6 separate regions of the Mus musculus genome follow, and all the other regions are linked to region 5. A link is a contact called in public HiChIP or PLAC-seq data. All regions are on one chromosome and are shown on one strand. Each heading gives the region's core, a stretch centred on a gene start, on an enhancer-like site or on the middle of the called end of the contact. The rest is flanking DNA. Distances are from core to core; before and after follow the strand shown. Region 1 overlaps Gm14015 (predicted gene 14015). Region 2 has its middle 26 kb from the start of Gm46755. Region 3 has its middle 66 kb from the start of Gm39902. Region 4 has its middle 43 kb from the start of Gm39902. Region 5 holds the start of Mpped2 (metallophosphoesterase domain containing 2). Region 6 has its middle 13 kb from the start of Gm39902.

Evidence for each region. HiChIP or PLAC-seq counts read pairs in DNA pulled down with a chosen protein or histone mark.
Region 1: a contact with region 5 is called in an H3K4me3 HiChIP or PLAC-seq map of embryonic forebrain, with 3 times the contacts expected there. The contact joins the enhancer-like site here to the promoter of Mpped2 in region 5. A contact is called at or near these places in 4 of 39 promoter capture datasets (cranial neural crest, frontonasal cranial neural crest, hippocampal neurons and 1 more), 2 of 484 Hi-C or Micro-C datasets (both in cortical neurons) and 7 of 115 datasets of contacts at active chromatin or transcription factors (craniofacial prominence, embryonic forebrain, embryonic limb bud and 4 more).
Region 2: a contact with region 5 is called in an H3K4me3 HiChIP or PLAC-seq map of embryonic basal ganglia, with 3 times the contacts expected there. The contact joins the enhancer-like site here to the promoter of Mpped2 in region 5. A contact is called at or near these places in 8 of 39 promoter capture datasets (cranial neural crest, embryonic stem cells, frontonasal cranial neural crest and 4 more), 4 of 484 Hi-C or Micro-C datasets (embryonic fibroblasts, embryonic stem cells and ganglionic eminence), 22 of 115 datasets of contacts at active chromatin or transcription factors (T-cell acute lymphoblastic leukemia, astrocytes, cardiomyocytes and 12 more) and 1 of 9 other capture datasets (embryonic stem cells).
Region 3: an H3K4me3 HiChIP or PLAC-seq map of embryonic limb bud shows a contact between it and region 5, with 3 times the contacts expected there. The contact joins the enhancer-like site here to the promoter of Mpped2 in region 5. A contact is called at or near these places in 5 of 39 promoter capture datasets (cranial neural crest, embryonic stem cells, hippocampal neurons and 2 more), 1 of 484 Hi-C or Micro-C datasets (trophoblast stem cells) and 11 of 115 datasets of contacts at active chromatin or transcription factors (SST interneurons, craniofacial prominence, embryonic basal ganglia and 8 more).
Region 4: an H3K4me3 HiChIP or PLAC-seq map of embryonic limb bud shows a contact between it and region 5, with 2.7 times the contacts expected there. The contact joins the enhancer-like site here to the promoter of Mpped2 in region 5. A contact is called at or near these places in 7 of 39 promoter capture datasets (cranial neural crest, embryonic stem cells, hippocampal neurons and 2 more), 1 of 484 Hi-C or Micro-C datasets (trophoblast stem cells) and 5 of 115 datasets of contacts at active chromatin or transcription factors (T-cell acute lymphoblastic leukemia, embryonic hindbrain, embryonic limb bud and 2 more).
Region 6: an H3K4me3 HiChIP or PLAC-seq map of neural progenitor cells shows a contact between it and region 5, with 18 read pairs. The contact joins the enhancer-like site here to the promoter of Mpped2 in region 5. A contact is called at or near these places in 15 of 39 promoter capture datasets (the HPC-7 cell line, HPC-7-derived erythroid cells, cranial neural crest and 8 more), 64 of 484 Hi-C or Micro-C datasets (brain, cardiomyocytes, cerebellar granule neurons and 35 more), 33 of 115 datasets of contacts at active chromatin or transcription factors (SST interneurons, T-cell acute lymphoblastic leukemia, astrocytes and 16 more) and 2 of 9 other capture datasets (embryonic stem cells and pancreatic islet).

What each region holds. Positions count from the first base shown.
Region 1 is chr2:106,496,990-106,500,805 of GRCm38.p6, reverse strand. All of the region lies in intron 1 of Gm14015 (predicted gene 14015), which reads left to right. Among named protein-coding and RNA genes, the nearest start is that of Gm14015, 24 kb to the left of the region's middle. Within about 2 kb of position 1,380, at least 10 of the 459 cell types and tissues checked have an H3K27ac peak or open chromatin away from gene starts, as enhancers often do. A contact at or near this core is called in embryonic forebrain, where this site is marked.
Region 2 is chr2:106,452,740-106,456,749 of GRCm38.p6, reverse strand. No RefSeq gene overlaps it. Among named protein-coding and RNA genes, the nearest start is that of Gm46755, 26 kb to the right of the region's middle. Within about 2 kb of position 2,004, at least 16 of the 459 cell types and tissues checked have an H3K27ac peak or open chromatin away from gene starts, as enhancers often do. A contact at or near this core is called in embryonic basal ganglia, neural progenitor cells, oligodendrocyte precursor cells and 1 more, where this site is marked.
Region 3 is chr2:106,888,097-106,891,913 of GRCm38.p6, reverse strand. No RefSeq gene overlaps it. Among named protein-coding and RNA genes, the nearest start is that of Gm39902, 66 kb to the left of the region's middle. Within about 2 kb of position 2,418, at least 18 of the 459 cell types and tissues checked have an H3K27ac peak or open chromatin away from gene starts, as enhancers often do. A contact at or near this core is called in embryonic limb bud, neural progenitor cells and stem cell-derived neural progenitor cells, where this site is marked.
Region 4 is chr2:106,910,821-106,914,961 of GRCm38.p6, reverse strand. No RefSeq gene overlaps it. Among named protein-coding and RNA genes, the nearest start is that of Gm39902, 43 kb to the left of the region's middle. Within about 2 kb of position 2,716, at least 3 of the 459 cell types and tissues checked have an H3K27ac peak or open chromatin away from gene starts, as enhancers often do. A contact at or near this core is called in embryonic limb bud, where this site is marked.
Region 5 is chr2:106,691,267-106,695,377 of GRCm38.p6, reverse strand. It overlaps Mpped2 (metallophosphoesterase domain containing 2), which reads right to left and starts at 2,197. Exons shown (of 7, transcript NM_001143683.2): 1 at 1,557-2,197.
Region 6 is chr2:106,940,970-106,944,861 of GRCm38.p6, reverse strand. No RefSeq gene overlaps it. Among named protein-coding and RNA genes, the nearest start is that of Gm39902, 13 kb to the left of the region's middle. Within about 2 kb of position 2,206, at least 6 of the 459 cell types and tissues checked have an H3K27ac peak or open chromatin away from gene starts, as enhancers often do. A contact at or near this core is called in neural progenitor cells, neural stem cells and stem cell-derived neurons, where this site is marked.

The DNA.
Region 1 (3,816 bases), core at 131-2,630, 190 kb after region 5:
TGTCTGAACAAGGACTAGGCCAAATGGTTTTTAATTCCCCAACAGCAAAACCCTGTTAGTACCTTGCCCTGTGTCAGCAAAATAATTGTGGTTCAAGTGAATGTAAAACACTTCCATTCAATCTTCTCCCTCCTCCCTAAGGCAAATGCTTTCTTATCATGGAGAAACAGTACTCCACAAAGTGTCAGCCTGCATCAAGAGACTTGAAGAAGAATTATAAAGCCAGGCTAAATCAAGGCCTCAGCTGGGAATGTAAAATCCTCCCGCAGGTGAGCTTTCAGTAGCCCCCTCCCTGCCGGGAGCCTTGGCTGATGCTACTGTGTAAATTCTGAGAGAGAATAAGCTACATTTCTCTAGGAAAAAGAATATATATATATATATATATATATATATATATATATACATATATATATATGTATATGTATACATGTGTGTATGAGTGTGTGTGTGTGTGTGTGTGTGTGTATTTGTTGCAAGAAGCAGAGGCTGTTACCAGTGAATCTAGTGTAAAAAAATAATGTGTTAGCTAAAAAGATCTTTGGTGGCTCAAAAAATCAAGAAAATGTCAGAGAATTCTTGAGGAGAGCCAAAGCCACCCTTTGGGATAGGAGCTGGAAAAGGAATCAGCTCTGGCTTGTTTCTACCTAACTCCCATCGTCCTTGAGCCAGTTCTGAGATCAAGCATTTGATTGGCCATTGGACACTTAAGGACCTTAGTCAATGGATCCACCTTGGTCAATAATTTGTCAAAGTCCAACAGAGATTCCATTGCAACAGACAAAGAAATAAAACAAAGACAAAGACAAAGACAAAAAAAGAAAAGAAAAGGAGAGCTGCTAGGAGGGGTGAAAGAAACCTACAGTTGCATACTTAATGTATTTTTAAAACTATACATGAAAAGACTACTAAAGTTGGCTGCACACAGCCACACACTGATAAAGGGGCCAGCATGCACAGTTTCTTACACAGTTAAAAAAAAAAAGCCTCATAGGGTCTTAAGTGCTGGGTCAGGAAAAAGCTTTAAGACACACCCACTGTGTGACTGGGATAGGAAACTGAATAATTTCCCAGCCTATTCCTATTCATGTTTAATGTTATTCATGAAAACCATACAATTAGACAAGAATCCAAGCAAGCTGCCGCTTGATCGTTCAGCCTGTGGCTGTGAAAGTGAGTGCTTTTAATTTCCCTGAAGACCTTCTGTATGCATCAGGGTTGCTCTTTTAAAGATGAGTAATAACAGTTTCTCACATCTGTCCAGCAGTTGTTATCCAAAAAAAAAAAAAAAAAAAAAAAGAAGCCCCCTGGCAAGGCCTGCCCTCTGCTCAGGAGATTCTGATTCAAGAAGTATAGACTGGGGTCAGGCAACTGCTGTTTTGGCCAAGAGCTTATACATAGCTAGTCAGAATGCCTGTGCTCTGACCAGTATAGTTATGGTGCTCACACTCAAGATTTGTGGCCACCAGGAAGTCGAGCTGAGAGTTGGTGAGATCTCAAGGAGCATTGAACAGGAGGTGTTGGGAAGTGGAAGTCCCTTGTTGCCAGCAGTACTTAAATCCTATGCTTTCAAGGATCTTGCATGTTAACCAAAACCTGTTTGCTGGAAAAATTCTGATCTACTGGTTTCTTGAGGATTTAAGTGTGACTTATGTGAAAACAGGATTTATCTTACTCCATGAGATACCAAGATTTTACTATTTTCTTTAATTAATTTTTTATTCCTTTAAATTTCAAATGATGTCTCCCTTCCCAGTTACCCCTCCACAACCCCCCATCCCATCCTCCCTTTTCCTCCCTCCCCTTTGCCTCAATGAGGAAGCTCCTCCACCCACTCTTGCCCACTAGCACTCCCCCAGGACCCCCCCTACTCTGGGTTATCAAACCTCCACAGGAACAAGGGCCTCCCCTCCCATTGATGTCAGATAAGGCCATCCTCAGCTACATTTGTATCAAGAGCCATTACCACTCTTTATTGAATAAAAATTAAGGGAAAATTAGAGTGACTCATCCCATGCTTCATAGTAGCTGCTGAATTTGAACATAAATCTGCTAAGTTATAAACTGAAGTACTTTTAGATACACTCAAGGGTTTACCAGGTTTTTGTTTTGTTTTTCTTTTATTCCTGTCTGTACTGTGATCTGCATAAAGAACGTTCTTTTCAAATGTGATTATGTCTACTCAATCACAAACAGGACAGGAAGAAAAGCCGTGCTGTAATTATTTACATATGTGAGCAGTATGCAAAGCAAGAAGCCGCCTTAGGATTTCACAATAGGTGACCCAGCTTGGCACTACGGGGAATTACTACTGTAGGTCTCTTTAAGACTGACCCTGTTTGTTTAGGTTTCTTCATGACTGTCAGATGATGACTCTGAAACAGTAGCTTTGGTGTAGATTCTCAGTTCCTTAGTGAAACAAAAACTGAATTCCTTGCAACAGTTAGAAAGTTTAATTATTGATCATGGTCAAAGCCTCTGGTAGAGATTAAAACAGTGACTTTTAAATAAGGTGGCTATTTCAGGGCAAGCTTTGAAAGGGCTTGGCAGAGTCCTTTCAGTAATTGGGAATTCTGGTCCTGTACCTTACACAAAGCATTGCTGGATCCTGTCATGTTGGAGTTAGAAAACAGAGGATGGATAAGAAGTTGGCTAGGGAACTTCTGGTATCCACTAAACAGGAATTAGTTTAGGGAGTCTGATATGACCCAACCTAACTTAAAAAGTGATCGACAAGCATCTGCTATCTTTGGGAGTTCAGCTGTGTGCCACGCTGGCCCCCTGAGAAAGATTTTCCCAGCAGGGCTGGCATACATCCTGGCACAGAGAGGTTTGGGTAGGAAGTAGAGATTTTTGTTTGAGAGTCCATTTGCTTCCTATGACCTGGAGTACTGTACATGGCGTGGGGGAGGGGCCTGAGTACATGAAGGCCTAAAGGTGGCCAAGGCAGGAAGTGTTGGGCTTGGAGGTTGAGGCTTTGGGTCTATGTGACTGGGGAAGGTGGAATGCCTACTGGATAAGGCCTCTTAGGGTCAGTTGGCTGTGAAGGACCGCTCACATCGCTACGAGCTTAGGTGGAATGGTGCCTCAGTTTGCTGTTGTGGTCTTGGGAGGCCAGAGAAGGAGTTTTAGCAACACAGAGATGATATCACAAGTATGCAGCACATCCGACTGCACTAAAAGAACAGAGCTGGGGCCAGGCAAGTGGCTCAGTGGGCAGAGGGTTTGTTTAGCATGTGCAAAGCCTTGGGCTGCATCCCCAGCACTGTGGTAGCTCAAGCCAGTAATCCTAGCATTCAGGAGGATAAGCCGTTCAAGGTCATCCTTTGCTAAATCTCAGACTTGAGGCCAGTCTGGGGTACATAAGACTCATATCAAACACACAGATAAAAACAATAACAGAGACTACAATGTTAAAAATTCTGAGTGTACTTTTATAGCTTTAATAGGAAACAATATTAACACAGAAACCAAGGGGGAAAAATCTTAAAACAGATGAGCTATAACTGAAGTTAAGGGTGATTTTAAAAGCAAAATCTCAACTACAAAGGTTATTAACAGTTTACAAAGACAGAGAGAGAGAGAGAGAGAGAGAGAGAGAGAGAGAGAACGAGAGAATGAGAATTACCATTTGGTAATGGTGAGTCTACATAGGAAAATTCTTCCTTTTATTAGCCTCAAAATAAATGTACATTAAAATCATCATATTAGTAATTAAAAAAAACCCTACTTCAGGGTAGAAAGTGTTCAGTGCAGAGTCTGAAGCAATGTGTATGGAAAGAAAATGTGCTGCCGCGATTTGGGGAAGCAATTTGGCAT
Region 2 (4,010 bases), core at 755-3,254, 240 kb after region 5:
AGGCAAGACATCAGAGCCCCAAGGAGAAGAACAGAGACCCGTGCTCCTTATCGGGCTATGAAGACTGAAACCATGTCCTTATAGAGGCCCTACAGGATAGCAGAAGGCAGTGTCATTATGACACTCAAAATGGACCTAGAGCCAACCTGAAAAAACCAACAGGTTAAATTAAATAATAATAATAATATTAAATAATAATAATAAACCCTATGTATATTTAAGCGCGCTAGGAAGAACTCTGCCAGTGAGGTACAGCCCCAACCCCCTTCTCACTTTTTACCTTGAGACAAGGACTCACTAAATTGCATAAACTGGCTCTGAGCTTATGATCCTCCAGCAAAAACGTCTGAAACAGTCAGAGTCTTAGGGTTTTATTGCTGTGAAGAGACACCATGACCCAGGTGACTCTTGTAAAAGAAAACATTTCATTAGAGCTGGCTTACCGTTTAGAGGTTTAGTCCATTGTCATGAATAGAGAGGTAGCTTGGAGTCTTACATCTGCATCAGCAGGCAGCAGGAAGGAGCAGTGAGTCACTAGGTCTGGATTGAACATCTAAGACTAAAGCCTGCTCCAGGTGATGCACTTCCTCCAACAATACCACACCTACTCCAAAGAGGCCACACCTCTAAGTAATGCCACTCCCTATGAGTCTATGGGGGCCAGTTTCATTCAAACCACCACAGCGGGGTGTGGTGTAACAGCTATCAGAAGCTTCTCCTCTTCCAAGCTCTTCATGCTCATTTAATGCTATCAACAATCCATCGGAGAAGTATTCTTTTAGCCTGCTTGCATAGACAAGGAAACTAACATAATAAAGCAAATGAGTAATTGTTCAGAACTACTCAGCTCCAAGTGACCCCAGACTCCATGCTCTTAACTTCTGCATGATCTTAAGAGAAAAGTCCCATGGTCGCTGAGGGGTTGGTGTGAAAGTGAAGATCCAAAGGAAGTAGAACAGATGCTGTACAAGAATCATAAGCCCTTTGAGAACTCCCAAGGTCATCCCAGGATTAAGGATGAGACGGCTTATAATGGGTTGGTCCACTGGCCTGTGAGGTGAGGGCTTGATCCATGCAAATGTAAACAATTAAAAAGGAAAGCCAATTTCAACAGATCTCTGGATGCTCCTCTATTTTAAAAACTCAAAGAGGATACACAAGAGGCTGGCCAAGCCAGTCAGACAGGTTTTGATTTTGTCTGTCTGAACAGTACAGAGAAGATAAAACTTCACATTATTGAACTCGGTTGGTTCATCATAGCTTCTCAGTCTTTTGGCTAAGATCCAGTGTAAACTTGGTTCATTTACATAACACATGCTACTTGGCTTTTTTTTTTTTTTAAGGAGCGGAAAATCTACATAATGGGCATTTTTCTCTTTATTAATTCTCTAAGCTTGGCACTTCATTTACTTTTCACTTACCACAATGGGAAGTCTTTAAATGAAAATGGTGCCCATCAAAGGTAAGAAGTTAAGGCTTGTCACAGAGGAAATGAGACAGTCTAATCAAGGCATTTAATCCTGATCAGGACATCCTGGGTCCTTGGGTCCCTGCCATTTCCCCCTCTTGCCTTTTGTTAGTGATCCACCAAGTGAGTGCTCCTAAAATTCTATTTTATTGACGATCCCTTATCCACACCTACAATCTCCGACTTTCCCAGACGGTTTGATTTTTGTATCTCAAAATAGAAACTGGCTCTGAGGGCTGGGTGTGGGAAAGGCAAAGGTGAACTAAGACTTCTTTAAGACATGCTTGGGCCTTATATCAAGGGTTATTTTGTTCACTCAAGGTTCCTTGCTCTTTGTCCTGAACATGCACTTTGCATCTATAGTCTCTCTCTGAGAATTATCCTCGTAACTAACTACAGGAGGCAGCCAAACTGAGTGTCTGGCATATGTCCCAAGTATTTACAAAGAGAAATCATGTGACCTGAGAAAGATGTGCTTCGTTTAGGTGGCATTGTGCTGAGCCAAACCAGAGCCAAGAGGAGGGAAGAGTCTCAAAGTGAGAAAGGCGCTTTTACAGAGGCTCAGATTGAAACAAAGAAGGCTTTTGGAGTGTCACATCAAGAGCCATGGAATGGTGCCCAGGGCTCCCAAATACTAATTTACTTTTCAGATTGTTTGGGCTTTAATTAGGGAAGCCTTGCCCAAAAGGATTAAAAATCTTGAACTTTGAGAAAGAACGATTTTGCAAGGGCAAGTGGGAAGAAGGCTGAGCTGATGCAGACGACAAAGCAGCCCAGAGCTCGTGTAGTCAAAGATTAGAACTGGAAGCCCTAAAGAGGAGCTGGTAGCTTCATCTACAAGAGACGTTCAGACTAACACTCCATTCAAGTGTGAAAACAACCATCATGAAGAAACATCCTTCTGTGGTTTTAATCTTTCTGTATTAATCAAGAATCTGTGGCCCACATCACCCCTGACTTAAATATTCTAAAGTATCTAAAGTCTAAGCTTTTTTGGATCTAAATTCTATTCATGGGAAAACTCCCAGGCACATTTTACAGCTGTGCCCATGCACTTCCTCTCTCCGAAGAGCTCTCTGAATCTGTGAATGGTTGACCCCGTGTTCTACTGAATCTACTTTCAGACACCTGGGCACATTGTGTTGCAATCATTTTGTAACATGACTGCAAAAGAATGCAAAGAGAAGAAGTGGTGGCTTGGATGAGGATGGGCCCAGAGGCTCAAATGTTTGAAAACTTGGTTCCCAGTTGGGAGAATTGTTTGGGAAGAACTAGGAGGTGTTGGACAAGGCCTGTCACTGTGGATGGGCTTTGAGGTTTCAACAGACTACTGAAATTCCCAGTTTGCTCTTTCTGTGTTCAAGCTGTGAACTCTCAGCTACTGTTCCACATGTCTTGTTGTCTGCTGTCATGCTCTCTTCCATGGCAGCCACTCTCTGAAGCTGTAAGCCCCAAGTAAATGCTTTCTGTCGTAAGTCACCTTGGTCATAATTTTATCACAGCAATAGAAAAGTAATTAAGATAGTATACACACACACACACACATATCCATATATATCCATATATGTGTGTGTGTGTATGTTTTAAGTGATATTAATATTTTAAAGCACCACTGTACTAACCAAATCATTTATGAAACCATTGCTAATAACAAACCATTCTTGATTATTTATACATTCTTTTGTCTACTTAACTTGTAGAAGTAATGAAGAAATTTTATATTTATTATAATCTTGGTTTTCTTTCCAACATATTTGGATCCTAAATAACATACTATGCAATATGTTTGTTTTGAACTTAATATATGTTTCTCTTAAATATTCATCATTTGTATTGATGAATGAATTATGCATTCTCAATGGGGGAGATAGCACCCTCAGGGGGGTGAAAATTAGTTTGAAAACATGGAAAATTATATCCCATTAAGTTTTGTATGTATATGTATATATAGAGAGATATAAAATCAGTTTATAAGTACACAGAGTATAAATATACAATTTATTGCATTAAAATTTCATCTAAAGCAAGTTTTTAAGAAATAATTAAAAAGTCAGAAGGGTCTCTATTCTTAGAGTCCTCTGGGGCACTCCAAGCTGTCCTAAGCAGCCTGCTATCCCCTTTGGACCTCCATTCTCCTGCCACTTCTCTGCCTGCCTTCATTAGACCTGCAGATCTTGAACCATATGGACCTGCTGATTCAGAACCATCAGCCCAAGGATACCCATCAGAAGCCTGCCACACCAGGACCATCAAGGTTAATCCCTGTCCCAATACCTACTAAAACTGGAACAACCAGGTACCAAAGCCATCTGATGGCTAAAGGCCCTCAAAAGAACACAACCAACAAAAGCCAGGGTAATATGATGCCTTCAAAGCACAGCTACCTTACTACAGCAAGCTCTGGATAGCCTAACACAACTGAAGCATAAGAAGATGACCTTAAATCCAATCTTGTAAATAAGATAGAGGCCTTGAGAGAGGAAATGAATAAATCCCTTAAAGGAATAAAGGAAACTAAAATAAAACAGGTAAAGCTCATTAA
Region 3 (3,817 bases), core at 1,169-3,668, 200 kb before region 5:
TGGTCCTGGGATTACAGACATGTGCTATCATGCTTTGCTCTTTTACACAGTGCTGGGGATCCAAACTCAGGCTCTCATGTTTGTACACCAAGCACTTTACCCACTGAGCCATCTCTCTAAACCCCATGATTCTTTTTTTTTTTTTTCAGAGTCATAGGCAGAAATATTCAACTTCTAAGTATTAGAAGTCTAATCATCAGGGTGAAATTTATGTTAGTGGAGACAGGGTTAAGAGGCGATCACTGCTAATGATTGCCTTGTGGCAGCCTCTGAAGTGGGTCAACTAAGGCTACCCTGCCTTAACCTCAAAGGAGCAATTTCAGTCAGCCTCTGCTGTGTAACAAATCACCTCGAAGAATAGTAGCTTAAAACAGCAATTATTTTTCTTGCAGCTATGGTTTGACTGGAGGTTGTTATCTTGGTGTTTTATCTGCTCACTCATGTTGAAGCCCGAGGCTGCAGAATCATCTAGGTTTACCTGTGTGGTAGTGGGCTCTGGCTACTCTTTGGGTGCCTCACCTCTCTTCTATATTCAGTGGATACCAGTTTCTTCATACAGGTGGTCTCAGTGCAACATTCACACAATGCATGTGGCGCTTTGCATATGAAATGCCCTCTGTTGTTCTTGGTCACCAGCTATGGATGCGGTTTTGGTGTGGGTAGAGAAGGCAAGTCCCTGACAATGGTGGGCCTTTAAGGGTTTTATCCTGACCCCCTTCTCTGTCTGCTTCTTCACTGCTCCTTCTGCTAGGGAGTGAGCCACTCTGCTGAGCCATCCCACTATGACAGGATGAAACCAGAAGCCTGGGAGTTGGGAAGGAGTGGGGTCTGAAACTCAGGACCCTTGGCTCTGTTTACCTTCATAAAGGGTTTGCCGGGAAAGACCAACAGGTAGTTCTTTGTCTAAGGGATCTGAGAGCCACAGGCTAGAGGGGAATTGGTCTTCAGTGAGAGCCAGTCACCCTTTCTTCCACAGTGCTCACAGCCACAAAGCGAACTTGAACTTGGGGCAGGTGCTGAGGTTTATTACTTAGGTCAGCCCCTGCAAGCTCTCTATCACAATGCCTGGAATTGAATCCTGGCTACACCCACACTGCCTATGAAAGGAAAATGAACACAACACCACATACCTCACCTTCTGCCTCTGTAAGATGGAACAACTACTGCATATGTGAAACATTTCAATTGTGTGTGTTCCATGTGGGTTCGTGGTCATTTGCCATTTTGCTTCTTAAGTGTGGCTTTTAATTATCTTTCCAGTGAATTCAGAAGCCAATTGAAAAAGAGGTTGTCTGAGATGAGTTTCATAACATATCTTCATAAACTCTTAAGAAAAGTTCAACCCCCTGTTGAACTACCATTTTGTTGTTGTGAAAAATAGATTGTGTGTGTGTGTGTGTGTGTGTGTGTGTGTGTGTGTGTGTGTGTGTGTAGAGGCCTAAAGAAGGAGTTAAATCCTCTGCCACTGGATTCTTGGGTTTTCAGAAACTTGTCAGGTACCATGTATGTGCTAGGAGCTGCACTCTATCCCTCTGCTGAGCCATCTTTCCAACCTTTGCCCACCAGTTATGTGGTGCTGGCTACGGTGTAAAAAGATCTTCCTTCATCTTGTAGTCAGGGTGACCTGGCTTCTAGTCTGACTCTGGCAGTTACTAGGTATGTGCAATCTTGAGCCGATTACTTACCCAAGCCTCAGTTTCCTCTCCTGTAAAGGACTTGCAATCACATTGAGCATGCAACAGCTCCAAAGGAGCAAATGTGAGGATTAAGGTAACTTGCTTAGAGCCACAGATAAGCAGCAACCAAACACATAGTAGGTCTGTCTCCTCTGCTTTTCAGATGTCTAATTTCCCACTTAGATTCAAATAACAAAGTCAACCACCTTCTCTGAGCCCGGGGAAGGCGAGGGTTGGCTGCCTTCCTTTTTTTTTTTTTTTTTTTTTTCCTTGCTGCTTTGATTCCAGGGTGTTTGCCAGAGGTCACAAAGAATAGAGTTCCTTTCTCTCTGGAAGCCACGTGTGGTTTTCTCTATATTGATTGTTCTTATTGGTCTGTCTCTTTAAGGAAAAGACCCTGACCAGGCTACTCACCCCATCAATACTAAAGACTGTGAATTTTCCAGTTCTACTGAACTCTGTGTGACCCTTGCAGACAATAATTGCTTTAACATAGGGTTAGGCAACAGCAACAAACTTGTCTAAAAATAATCCAGGGCTTAAAATACAACTTAACCTGGGAGATTTAAGTAGGTAAAGGAGATGGCTTCTCTCTGGAATTGCTTCTTGATTAATCACTCCATCTGAGGTCATTGGGAAAAAAAAATGACAGCCTTCAAATAGGGCTTTAAATGTCTCGCTCTCTACTTTTCCATACTGGCAGGAAGCCAGTCCCTGCTGGCTGCTGGTTCTTAAAGGAACATGTTCGCTTGGATTTTCTCCACTGAGGTCTAGGAAAGTGTATAGTCCTGGAGCAGCTAAAGAGATGGGTGAACAGTTCACTCCCTTCACTTCAAGCATGCTTTCTCTCAAGATCACCTCCAGGAGCAGCTGATTCCCAGAGGTATATCCCACTGGTTTATCCCAGTGGAAAGAAAAAAGGTGTCCTGAGACTGGTGTAGATGGCCAGCTCAGGTTGTTTTGCTCCCCAGGACTGAAGACAGATGAATAGGCAGTAATCTGTCACTAGTTTCTTTCCTATCTTCCATTTGGCACCTGCACCTGGGTACCAGCATCCTTTTGGTTTAGGCCTTGTCTCCTCTAAATTCTTCCCAATTACCAGTGCTCTAAATGTTTGCCCCTAGAGTTTGCAACCTCCAATCAGCAGTTGTTTCTCTCTCCAGGTAACCTGAACTACCCTTCCTTCACAACCACACCTACCCTTTCCCTGAAGATCCATGACTGTCTCCTCCCTTGGTTTCCTTGATAAAGGGCAAGCTGATTCTTTCGGGCCACAGCACATGTTGGCCACAGACTCTATGGTTCTTTTATCTGAACTTGGCTTTACTTTCTAGGCTAACATGACTCTTCAATACACAAGACTCTTGGATCGAAATTAGTGTTGGTGCTAAATACAAAAATCTTGTACAGAGAATTATCTTTTTCTAGATCTTATACTAAACCAAGTCTTTACAGTGACAGTTTGATTTGGTGGCTGTACTGATTAGTTGTGGCTGTCAACCCGACTGCTTTGAATAATGTCTTGAAATTGGTCAATAATTTGGCTGGGTATATCGGTGAGTTTCCAGAGGAGAATTTATGTGAGTCCGATAACTGATGTGGAGGACCCGCCCTGAATGTGGGCAGTACCAGCCAGAAGAAGGGCCCTTATGAACAAGAATGGTCAAAGAACAAGACCTTTACTTTCCTGGATGTGTCTTGTTTCTTTGGTGGGTGTTTTTGTATTGCTGTCTCTGGTGGAAACCAGATTCTAGGTATCTCAGCCTTTGAGCAGGGACTCTCCCCGGAGGTTCCCCGGGGGCCTTTCAGGGCTTTCACCTTGGACTGGGCTGCATCACTGGCCTTTCTTGTATTCTGAGGCTTCCTGCTTTTTGGAACAAGCAGCTACCGATTGTTCTGACTTTCCGGCCTACAGACAGCCATTGTGCAAGCCATCATGGGAGCCATCGTGGGAGCTCTCCAACTTCCATGTGCATCTATCTAATAAATCCTCTCTCCTGTATCTTAATGATTCCATCTTTCTGAAGAAGCTTGATGAGGACAGTGGTTTCACATTGTATTTCTTATCAAAAGGATCTGTTGTTAGGTTTCAACAAGGCTGATGAGGCCTGTGTTGAGTTTTGAGTTCCAGCTAACATTGT
Region 4 (4,141 bases), core at 1,467-3,966, 220 kb before region 5:
GAACAGGCTGGCCTCGAACTCAGAAATCTGCCTGCCTCTGCCTCCTGAGTACTGAGACTAAAGGGGAGTGCCACCACCGCCCAGCGGGATAGACAGTTTTCTACAGAAAATTCTTTCAAATCTTTCATTGAAAGTTAATTGAAAACAAAAACAAACAAACAAAAACTTAAAAGGGCTTCCCCAAATTTCACAAAATGCTAATAATAATTTATTGATAATACCTATCAGAACTCATATAGTTGAAAAATAACATTTACATTTTTAAAAGTAAAAGGTAATTTTGGATGATAAAGAGAAGATGGAGAGATAGTAAGATAGCTTAAAGGACAAAAAAAGAAAGAAAGAAAGAAAGAAAGAAAGAAAGAAAGAAAGGACTTGTCACCAAGCCTTGTCACCAAGCCTGATGGCTTTTGTGTTGAAAGGAGAGTTCCATCTCCCAAAATTTGTCCTCTGAACTCCACATGTGTGCTGTGGCACATACATGTACTGATCACTTCCCAAACACACAAGCAATAAATAAATAAAATTTTCAAAAGTGAATTTTTTCCTTTTTTCTTAGAAAAACATAAATCATTTTCTTTTTTCTTTTTTCTTAATGATTTTGGATTTTAACTTTGTTTTTATTGAGCCTGATAAAATACAGCTATCAGATTGTTCCTCAGTTATGTGTTTTTTGTTTGTTTGTTTGTTTGTTTGTTTCGAGACAGGGTTTCTCTGTATAGCCCTGGCTGTCCTGGAACTCACTTTGTAGACCAGGCTGGCCTCGAACTCAGAAATCTACCTGCCTCTGCCTCCCGAGTGCTGGGATTAAAGGCATGTGCCACCACACCCGGCGCATGTTATTTTAATAAAATAAATTAAATTTAGGTTTAATGGCTAGTGACTCCTTCAAAAGTAATGTCAAACTCGCAATGCGGGCCCTGCTTGTTCATTTTCTTGTGCAGACAGAACTCAAGGAACATCCTCTACAGTTACAGGAACAACCAAGCAAAAAACATACAGGTAATGACAGGCTTTTATGAAAATGAATTCAGGTTTAGGACAAACTTGCTCTTTCTTGGCCCTGGTTCTTAGAGAGAGGAGTGGCTGCTCCTGTCTACCATAAAAACCAGTGTAGAGCCTACTTTATAGGCGTGAACAAGCAGTTTGTGTGTGAGTCCTGTGTCGTGTGCTCTCAGTACAAGGGGAGGGTAAGATGGCATCTCCCTGGAGATCTTCACAACTGCACACACCTGTTGACTTGAGACACTGGAAGGAACTCAATAGCCACCCTCACAGCCATAAAGTCTACCCTATGGTACAGCACCAATATGACCAAATATGTTCTCACTACACAGTTGCATACATTCCAAGGCTCAACAACTATATTAGAGATGGTCACTGCAGGGGACCCTTCTACAGGGCTAGCGATGTCTTGGCAAGAGAAAAACAAAAACAAAAACAAAAACCAGATCTGCTGCTTTATGAGCAGCTGCAAGTTTACTGTTGCTTAAGGAAGAAAGTCACAAAAGAAAGATGGCAGTCAGGTTTCATTTAAAGCACTCATTTAAAACAGCTGGACCACATAGCTGGTCCCTGAGAAAGAAACTGGAGGTACAACTGAGAGCTCAACTCTAAATGTCCTGATTCCATGGACTTGGTGATCTCTCTTCCCTTCACCAGGACAGGGAAAGTGAATCATGAAGAGACCAAGGGGATTCACTATTGCACTCGCATCCTGGTACCGTGTCACCTCAGGTCAGTGACAGTTGCATTTGCACCATGCCTTGGAAAGATGACTGCAGAGCCCAAATGAAGGCATCAGCACTGACTAGGGTTCTGATGACTCTACTCCAGAAAGGTGCATGAAGAGGTCTCCTAGCTCCATCACATCCACATCATCAGTGCTGGGGGCTTGCTGGGTTTCTCCGTTTGCCATCTGCAAATACTTGGCCAAGTCATGCGAAAACAGGCACTGGCTGCCTTCACCACTTACACCATGCATAAAATACCTGTGGGTGACCTGCTTGGTGCCCATGGCAGTGGGTCCACGGGCTGGAGTCGCACTGAAATCTCAGAGCTGCCAGTGCCCTGGCCCAGCCTGGCCCTGTCCCCAACAAATCATTTTCAAATGAATGTTTAGAACTGAAGGATGTAAGAAATGAAAAAAAGTAATAAAGACTCATTCTGGACCATTCATTGATAAAATAATTATTATTGTTTTAGATTCTCTAATGCTTGGATTGTCAGCTTTTTAAAAAAAATGTTTGATTTCTTGTAATTTATTTTCTTTATCAGATTTTACTTTTGGGGTGGGGTTTGTTTTAGAATTTTGTATCATTTTCTTATAGGTAGCCTCTGAAGCTCGATGAACTTAGTCTCTATAGAACTTGGACATGTTTCATTGGCGGAGGCATGGGTTGGATATTTTCAGAATGCTTTTGTTGAGAGGTAGTTAGATTTGTTTCTCATGGTACCAGAAGCTACATCTATAACTAACAATAGAAATTTCAGAGTAACCACTTTCAGATCAATTTAAGAAAAAAAATCATATTCTGATCCTTTCAAACAAGAAGAGAGAAGTCAGGGTGTACAGTGAGGTCCGGGAGAGTAGACCTGTTAGATCTGTCACAGTAAAAACTCCAGGGTCACAAATCCAGCCACTAGGCCCTCACTTACAGAGCCAATTGGGGTGTAATGAGCTACAGATGTATTCTGGTGCAGTCTGCTTCTCCCTGTCTTAAGACTTGAGCTGTTCTCAACCTCGCTCCTGCAGTAGAATCTAAGGGAGGGGCTTGAAAGGACTGGGAATAATAAGGACAGCCAACTTTTCATGAAGAGGAGCTGAGGGCTCAGAAGAGCAATGGTTTCATGGCATCCTCTGCAGTGAAGCAAGAATCCACAGCAGGCATTGAGTAGAAAGACTGCAAAGACCTAATCACATCCTGCGGCTCAGCCCCCTCTAACGCTTTGATATTAACCTTTCCAGGGGTCGCTTCCCCAGTGTAAGCCCAACATGCCACCCGGAAAATGTAACCGAGCATCAGTTTTACTCTGGCCTAACTGTTTTAAATGTCCTTGAACTGCATTTTCTACAGCAGGCGTAATTTTATGGGTTGTGGATTACACTTACTGCTCAGCACTTCTCGCTCAACCCCAGACAATTGCAAACCTACTGAGTTGTTAACTCACATGGTCAGCATTAATGCCCGGGACTAGTTACACCCAATGACTGTAGCACACTGTGATTGACACCTGCCCTCTGAGCTTCCCAGCGGAATCAGCACTCTGCTCTTGCTTTTCACCCAGCCAAACCCCGGGAGCAATGGCGGGATAATGACTTGTGCTAACTGTGCTTGTCTTTGGAACAGTTCACATTGCTATCCCAATCTGACTACCTCCCTCTGACTACCCTCCGAGAGCTGGCTAGTATTTTGTCAAGTTGACACAACAGAAATCATCAGAGAGAAGGATGCCTCACTTGAGAAAATGTCTCCCTAAGATCTGTCTGCAGGCAAACCTGTAGAGTATTTTCATAATTAGTGATTGCTTTGAGAGGGCAGAGTTTCAGGGTGGGGCCTCCTCTGGGTTGGTAGTTCTGGTTTCTATTTTAAAAGAAAAAGCAGGCAAAGCAAGCCATGAAGGACAAGCCAGTTTGCAGTGTTCCTCCACGGCCTCAGCATCAGCTCCTGCCTCCAGGTGCTTGCCCTGTTTGAGTTCCTCATTTTCTTCAATGATGATCAGTGATGTAGAAGCTTAAGCCAAATAAACAATTTCTTCCCCACACCATCCTTATCATGGGAAATTGAATTGGGAAGCTGTGGGTGTGTGTGGCTACACTCTCCATTACACAGGCAGGTTACAGAAGCCGACAGCAAATCTCTTGCTTCCTCAAAGTCACACTGAATCAGCAGGCTAACCCATTTCATGTTTTCTTTTTTCTTTCTTTCTTTCTTTCTTTCTTTCTTTCTTTCTTTCTTTCTTTCTTTCTTTCTTTCTTTCTTCCTTCCTTCCTTCCTTCCTTCCTTCCTTCCTCCCTCCCTCCCTTCCTTCCTTCCTTTCTTTCTTTTGTTGTTGTTTTTGTTTTTTGGGGGTTTTTTTTTGTTTTGTTTTTTTTTTCAAGACAGGGTTTCTCTGTGTAGTCTTGGCTGTCCTGGAACTC
Region 5 (4,111 bases), core at 948-3,447:
CACAACTCCCTCCTCTTTCCGTAGACGCTGAGTACCCGCTGGGCACCGCCACTGCCGGCGGTGGAGGCAGCACGAAGGACAGTAGACTTTCTCCCCCAGGGTCGGTTAAGCATTTTCCCCCACCTTCCTCTCTCCCAGCGGGACACCGACTGAAGACCGCCGTAGAAAACGGGCTCTGACGTCGCTGCCATCCTCGGTGGGGCATCTTAACCCCAGGTCTGGGACGGAAGCCTCCGAAGCGCACTGGCATCTCCGAGCATACAGACCAGAGCCCGAGTCCGTACCCTAAGCAGCTGCCTCTTTGCTCTGAGTCCCGGAGCTGCCAGGCTCCTCCCGGGAACAGTTGGGAAGGGAAGAGATCCAGCCAGCCATCGGGCTGGAGGAGAATGTGGAGGCCACCGCCTTGCCCCCTCTTTGGAAGTCTTTCCCTTCCAGTTAAAGTTGTGTGTTTTTCCCAGCCTGACCTGTTAGTGTCTTTACCATCACAAATCAATTACACATTTTTCATGACCCGCATTCACTCTTAATTCCGGGTGTGTTGTGGGGTGCGCTATAAATCAACCCCACTGCTTATCTTTCCGTGCTCTTTTCTTGCTGGGGGATTTCAATGCCCTCTCGAACCTCTAGGTTAAAAAAAAAAAAATGCTCCCTTCACCTCCTAGGCCGCAAAAGCCCGAAATTCAAAAGATTTTAAAAGAGAATCTTGCCACATGTAAATGTAAATAGGGTTGGGGGGTAAAGGGGGAGATCCACACAACTACTGCTTAGGTAGAAAAGAAACTGGGCGGCTACGGTTACTTTTCCACGCTGCCGTACCCCGCCTCCCAGCCCTCTCGCTCGGCAGGCAGCAATCGCCGAGACCGGAGAGTAAGGTCCGGGCGCGGGGGCTGGCGGAGAGCTCCGCGCTGGAGCGCTGCGCGCGCGGGCGGCCGGAGCACAAAGCTGCACCGAGCCGTCCGGCCACTGCACCTGGCCCCGGGCCGCCGCGGGCGCACAGGGCTCGGGCCAACACAATGCACCCGGGCCTAGGCCGGGGCAGCTGCGGCGCACGACCCTGGGACTTTCTAGTAAACAGATCTCGGACTCCCGGGCCCCACCCCCATCCCTTGCCCCGGGGCTTTGCCGCAGGCTTTCGCGGACAACCCCCTCCCCCTGCCGCCACCACCTTCCTGAGAAACCCGGCGGAGGAGGGGGCAGGGAGGTGGGGACCCCGAGAGGTCCGTGGCCGAGGGCTGGGGGGAAGGGAGAACAGGGGGCGAGATGGGGAGTGGGAAGAAGGACAGCTACGTAAAGAAATTCGCTCTCGCTTGTTGGGGGCTTCGGGGGAGACAAATCTGCTCTCCCCGGGTCCTCGAGTGTTCAGTCGGCCAACCTCAGGGTCGGCGGGGCCGCCGCGCTCCGCAGCCCCCGCGCCCTCGCACGCGCCTCTGACAAGGCACCTCTCACCCGGGCTCCGCTTTGTGTGTGCATTTTTTTTTCCCCTTCCTCTCGCGCCCGGCACCGGCCGCCTCCTCCCCCCTCCCCCGCCCTCCGCCTCCCTTCCCCGGGCGGATTACCTTTCCCGGGCTGCGCTCCGGGTCCCCGGGATGCCTTCAGCGCCCGGTGTGCGGGCGAGCCATCGCCAAGCAACCCGAGCCGGCTTGGAGCAGCGCTGGGGGCGGCAGGGGCGAGGGGCGCGGGCGGGCCAGAACCTTCGACCCCGGAGGTCCCCGCCGCCGATCCAGGGCCTGGGAGGGCAGCACAGGGGCGCGGTGCGAGCGGGACGCGGGGTCGCTGCGTGGGGAGGTGGAGAGGACCGGAGCAGCCTCGATCTGGGAAGAGAAGGAGCGAGGGGGCGAGGAGAGGCAGCGAGGGCGCGGCGAGCGAAGGGAGCGCGAGCGGTGCAGTGACAGGGACTGCCACTGGGGTCAAAGGAGCACAGCTCCAGGAAGCAGGGCCGCCCAGGCGCCGCTTGCTGTGAGCTCCCCGCTGGGACCCCGCGCCCTGCACGCCCCTGCCGTAGTTCCGGCCCACTCGAACCCCCCACCCACGCCCCGAGGCCGCGGGGTTTCCAGGAGAGGAGGGAGAGCGGAGGGCGAGGCCCGCAGGCTGCTGGTGCTCCCTGGGTCAAGCAGGCGGCAGGAAGCTGAGCTGCAAGTTCACCATCGTGTGTGATCAGCGTTAAAATGATAGGGGTCGGGGAGATGGGGGCGGGCCACTGAGCGCCAGGAAAATAAGGGAGCCCCCCAGATGGTCGTCTTCTGCAAAGAGAACACCAAGCCCCCGCCCCCCACTCATGAACCTGCCAGGCTCTGTCAGAGGTCCTGGCACAGCTCCAAAGCGCAGAACTCGCTGCAGGGGCAGGAGGAGCGACTGGGGCACTAAGATCTCACAAGAGGGGCGACCCCAGGGTCCCTCCACACTGCTGAACTGAGACTTTCCTATGGGGTATCAAGGCTTCCCTCTCCTAAACCCTCTCATAGAGCCAGAGGCACACACACCCCACTTTGGCTCTGTAATGTTGTTCCTGAGAAAGAAAAGGCCAACCCAGCTGGTGTTTTTTCACCTTCAAGAATTAAGACAGGTTCAGGATAAGAAGGTGAAGTCAGGCAAAGGCTTTAATTGTTTCCGCACCCACACCCCCGCGCCCCTTTGAATCACATTCTCCCTTTCCCAAAGACACGCTCTTCAAATAAATAAATAAATAAATAAATCGAAGTTACTCCAATTTTCTCTGCTACTTTGGAAACCTGGCGGGGAAGGGGAGCGGAACACTAGGATTTGTATGCAAAAGGAGGGCGGGGTAAGGATAGGAAAAGCCGCTGAAATGGTGGGACAGACGGCTTTTTAGAAAACTTGGTTGGCACGGCTGTCTGAAAGATGAGGTGGCCCTGTGATGTTATGCCACTGTCAGAGCCGAAGGATTTGGACGGCGACCAGATCTAATTCCTTTCTAGGAGTCAGATTCAAAAAAAAAAAAAAAAAAAAAAAAAAAAAAAGAAGAAGAAGAAGAAAGAAGAAAAGAAAAGAAAATCTGCATTCTCCGAAGGGAACACCAATGTATGTGCACGAGAGTGAAACCTGTGCTTTGTATACTACATGACAACTGACTAGACGTCCTGGCTGAAATTATATCCCCTAAAATTAAAAAGGAGCCGTTTCAACCTGGCCTGTAGCCTCTGTGCTGAGACTAATTGGTTTCCAAGGTCTGGAAAGGAAGGGAGAGAGGCAGAAGGAGCCCCTTATTTAAAGAAAAAAAAAAAAAAGATCAAACGGAATTCGCTTGAAAATATTTCCCTTTTACAATGGACTTTCCTGACACTTGAATTTTAAGTAGTCCATCTCTTCTGCTCAGGATGCAGAAATGAAGGGGAAATGGGCTTACTGATGTACTTTCATTGTATAGTGTGCCCAGAGTGTCAGTGCTTGCCTGATGGGCTGAGGGGAAAGGACAGTGCCTTCTCTGGCCAAGCACAAATCACAGCAAGTGACACTGACATTAAAGGATGCCAAAGATGAGGTGAAGGGGCAGTTTCATATTTTGCTGTCTTTTGGTTTTCAGCCCAACCATGAACACTGACTAGAAACTTGTTCTTTTAAGTTATTAGATTTTGTCTCCCAGAAGAGTTAGCAATACACTCCTCTTTTGTAAACAGTTTGAATTTTAAGACTAATTAGACTGATTTGATCAGTCTAATATCACTGTGCACTAACCCCCCCCCCCCACACACACACACACTGAATCGTTACTTGAAACAGTCATACTAATTTAATATGGTTTGAGATCTAAATATGGGCACACTGACTATAAATAACAATGTGCTCTGTTTTACAGGCACATTTTAAAGGATATTTAATGTGATTAAAAATCAAGTGTGTGGTTCTTTACAAAGTTGGTGGGAATTTGTATCATTTTTTGAGTAGGAGAAACTGAGGAAAATAATATTTAAAACAAAATTTCAATATAAGAAGAAAACCAAACTTACTGGGTCCCTGCTTATAAATAATTAATTATCCAGCAATGACCAACTTGTACCTGGGTTGATAAGTTTTATTTCCATTAGGCTGTTAAAGCCAAACTTGTTCAAACAAAACCAAAAAAAAACTGGAGAAATGTAAATGAATTTAAGCA
Region 6 (3,892 bases), core at 957-3,456, 250 kb before region 5:
AACACACCTTTAATCTGGGCTACACCTTCTGCTGGAGACAATATAAGGACATTGGAAGAAGGGAGTCTAGCTCTTGCTCTTGCTCCTTCGCCTGCTTGCTGCGTGAGACTGAGTAACTGCTAGATCCTTGGACTTCCATTCACAGCTGCGACTGAACCATTGTTGGGAATTGGGCTGCCGACTGTAAGTCATCAATAAATTCCTTTACTATCTAGAGACTATCCATAAGTTCTGTGACTCTAGAGAACCCTGACTAATACAGAGGGTATGCTGGTCCACCATAGCGGGAAGTCATGATGGTGGTTGTTCATATTGCAGGAACATGAAGAGATAAGAATGTTTCCTTTCAGCCAGGCAGTGGTGGTGCAGGCCGTTAATCTCAGCACTTGGGGGGCAGAGGCAGATGGATTTCTGAGTTCGAGGCCAGCCTGCTCTACAGAGTGAGTTCCAGGACATCCAGGGCTACACAGAGAAACCCTGTCACGAAAAAAAACAGAAAACAAAACAAAACAAAAAGACTGTTTCCTTTCTCCATTTTACTCACTCTGAGATCTGAGCCTGTAGATCACTGCTGCCACATTTCCAGTGGGTCTCCCATCTCCATGAACCTAAGCAAGACAATCCCTCACAGACACGCCCATGTCCCCATGGTGATTCTAACTGCCATCAAGGTGAAAATCAGCATTAAACACCATCTCCATTCATATTTATTTATTTGCTTGTCTCTTTGACTTCTTCTCCCCACGCACCTCTCCCCACCCTCTTCTCCCCCCACCCACCTCTCTCTGCCTCATCCACCAGCATTTCTCGCTATATAAAAAATCATATTTTAGAAAGTTTACTCATCTCTCAACCTAGTTGCTCTCTGTTATCCTTGCTCGGTTATGAATCCTGCCAAGTTAGGGCTGAGTTCTGCATGATGGAACAGTTTCTGATATGCAATAGGCATAACAGTAGTAAAAGCAAAGAGCCAACCCATTCACAGACTTGCCTTACCAAGCATAGTGAGTTCAAAGATAAAGTTGATCACAGCTGTCATTCATTGAGACGCTCATAAGCTAAAAGGCCTGCATATAGTAAGCCTTTAAAAAATGTCTTTATTTAAATCTCTTAACCCATAGGTGGAAAAACATTTTTATTTTATTTCATTTTTCTTTCCTTCTTTCTTTTCTTTTCCCTCTTCTTTCCTTCCTTCCGTCCTTTCTTTTTGCACTTAAGGTTAAATATTCAGTGTGTTTGACTATAACTTCACTCGAAGTTACGGTTATAGATGAGTGAGACACACAGGCGTCTACCGCTCCCACAAACCCTCAAGGGCTACGGGTTAGGTATGAAGCTGCTTTTCCCCAGAGCCCCCTCTTCATCTTCAAAGCCCAGTGGAAGAATATGGCACTGGAGCCTGGACAAATGGCAATGGGACATTTGCCCCAGTGGGAAATGCAGGAATGTGTTCCCTCCTGCCAGGCTGTGGGGTGAAGGGGTGGACCGGGTGTCCCTGCTCTGGGCCTTCAGCTGAATTTTGCTGGAGCGGCAGAATCTCACAACCCCAGTTCCGAGTCTACCTCGGAGCCTAGCAGCTGTCAGGGATCCTATTTACTTTTTATAAATCTAACAAATGAACAATAAATAAATGATGACTCTTCTGCCTCACAGAATCCAGCAAGGGCAGGACCCAGCCAGGTACAAGGGAAGCTCAACTCTCCTCAGCATGCAGAAATGAATTCTAAACAGCCAACGCCAAACTCCAAGTTCTTCAGCCCGTGAAGTTGCTTCATATTTTACACATTATAAAACTATTCCCTTCTCTAGTATTCTGGAATAAAAGTAAAATTCTCCGCCTACTCATTCCATGAATTAAAATTAAAAAAACAAAACAAAACAAAACATTTTTGAAAGGTCTTGTCACTTACAATGCTATCCATGTCCTTTGACCAGGAAGAGTTAGAGAAAAACTTGAGGATTGATCTGAGGGCCACAGAGCCCAGGTTCCATTAAAGTGTATTAATGCCAAGGTCTGTGCAATTAGTGAAAAGCCAATTCCCATTACTAGTTAACACTATTGAATATCTGCTTTCTTTAATAAAAAGCCATGTCCAGTACAAAGAGAATAAATCAATAGGTTGGCTGCATTTAGATCTATTCTACCTTCTGCTAAAACATGCAGAGAGCTCCCTGTCAGAGCTGCCCTGTGTGTCTGCCAAGCTCAGCCTGAACTGGCAGCCCGCCCTGACTTGTTTGCCTGAGATCTTTCATTAATGCCCAAGCTCAGCTCTCAGTCCTCACATCCAGAAAGTTAAGATTTACACTGTGCCTAAAATTCCTTCATTTTAGCTTATTCCTTAATTTGCCCCTGCTTTGTTCAAAAAACAAAAAACAAAAACAAACAAAAAACCAAAACACCAAAAGCTACTATAGCCATACTTCTGGATCCCAGGGTGTGCCAGGTATCAGGCCTTCCTCCTAGACAGAAAATGTCAGGGACGAAATTGCTGCTTAGAAGGAACAAATTGCTACAGCTTGAGAGAATCTCCCAGAAATACTTGCACTTTTGTAGATGGCTATTCTGCTTGAGACTGGTTTGGGAAGCACCTGGAATATTCCAGACTCTTCAAAACCCACAAGACACTGGAACAGTGAAGTGTTCAAGCCTCTAGGGCCCGCATGAGAACACCAGGCTCCTCCTTGCTCCGGAGGCAGTGTCTCTGCAGCTAAGCGGTCTTTGCGGCTAAGTATTCTGCAAGAGGGGGAAGCATGCTTTCCGCTGTATCCTTATTCTACCGCTTGGACTAAAGAGTAAAAGGAGATTTGGAATCTACTGTCACATGGAACTGGAAAATAGCATTTCTACTAAAGTAAGTTTCTTTTCTCAAGTCATTGTGTGTATAAGGATGTTTCATCTTTCACAGAGAAAAAAAAAGAACATTAATGTAAATTTAAGTTTACAGTTCAGAATCAGTTGGTGCTCTTTTGTACTCCTCTGGCCTATCTGTTGGTCACAGTCTAGACCCCAGCTCCCTTCTCTGAAAGCACATCTGGTGGGCTGGGTCATGGTATCTGTAGAATAGGGGGTAGAATTGTGTTTCTCTTTGAATTTAGTAAATTGGTATAGATTTTTCTAGGTCTTTTTTTTTTCAATCATTTCAAGTCTAATATTTTCCCTCCCAAGCAAGTAGATATATCTAAGCAAACAATGCTAAACCCATTTCTGCTCATGGCTGCTTCTAGATCCTTCCATGCCACGTTCCATGACTGTGTCTAGTTTGTAACTGAATGTGATCACAAAGCAGATTCCGCACTGTGAAGCCAACACAGGATTGCTGTTTTGGTGCGGATATTTCCCAGAGCCACTGAGATCATCTTCTGTCTCCTGAAAACTGGGTGGCAGGGAAGAGGCGTAGTGGTAGGGGGTGTCTACCAGCTTCAGTTTATGAAGGCCCTCTCTTTATGAAGGCCATCAGCAGTGACCAAATCCCTGTTTAGAAATGGGGCTCACAAGCAAAGTGCTCCCACACTCAAGAAGTGAGCCCAAGATGAAGTGCAGTGAAGAATCCCAGGAAATAAATAAACACGGCCTCCTCCTCAAGCAATCTGCCTGTGGGATGTTTACATAGAGAAACTGCCTTTGAGGGGCTGGTGGTTGCCTGTGGTCTTTTAACAAACCCTGCTGTGTATCTCTGAAATGAATAGCAGGAGGCAGAAATGGATGAATCATATTTTCAAAACATAAAGAGTTGTTTTTGAAACCTTGAAATTTAAAAAAGAAAATCACTTCAAAAGCTGCAAATCTCACACACTCTGCGGCCACTCCCTCTCACCTTTCAAGATCGCACCGGGAAATTTTCCACTGCAGGAGCTCTAGAGAAACCCGGCTTTGCAGGAGCGCCAAGATGCC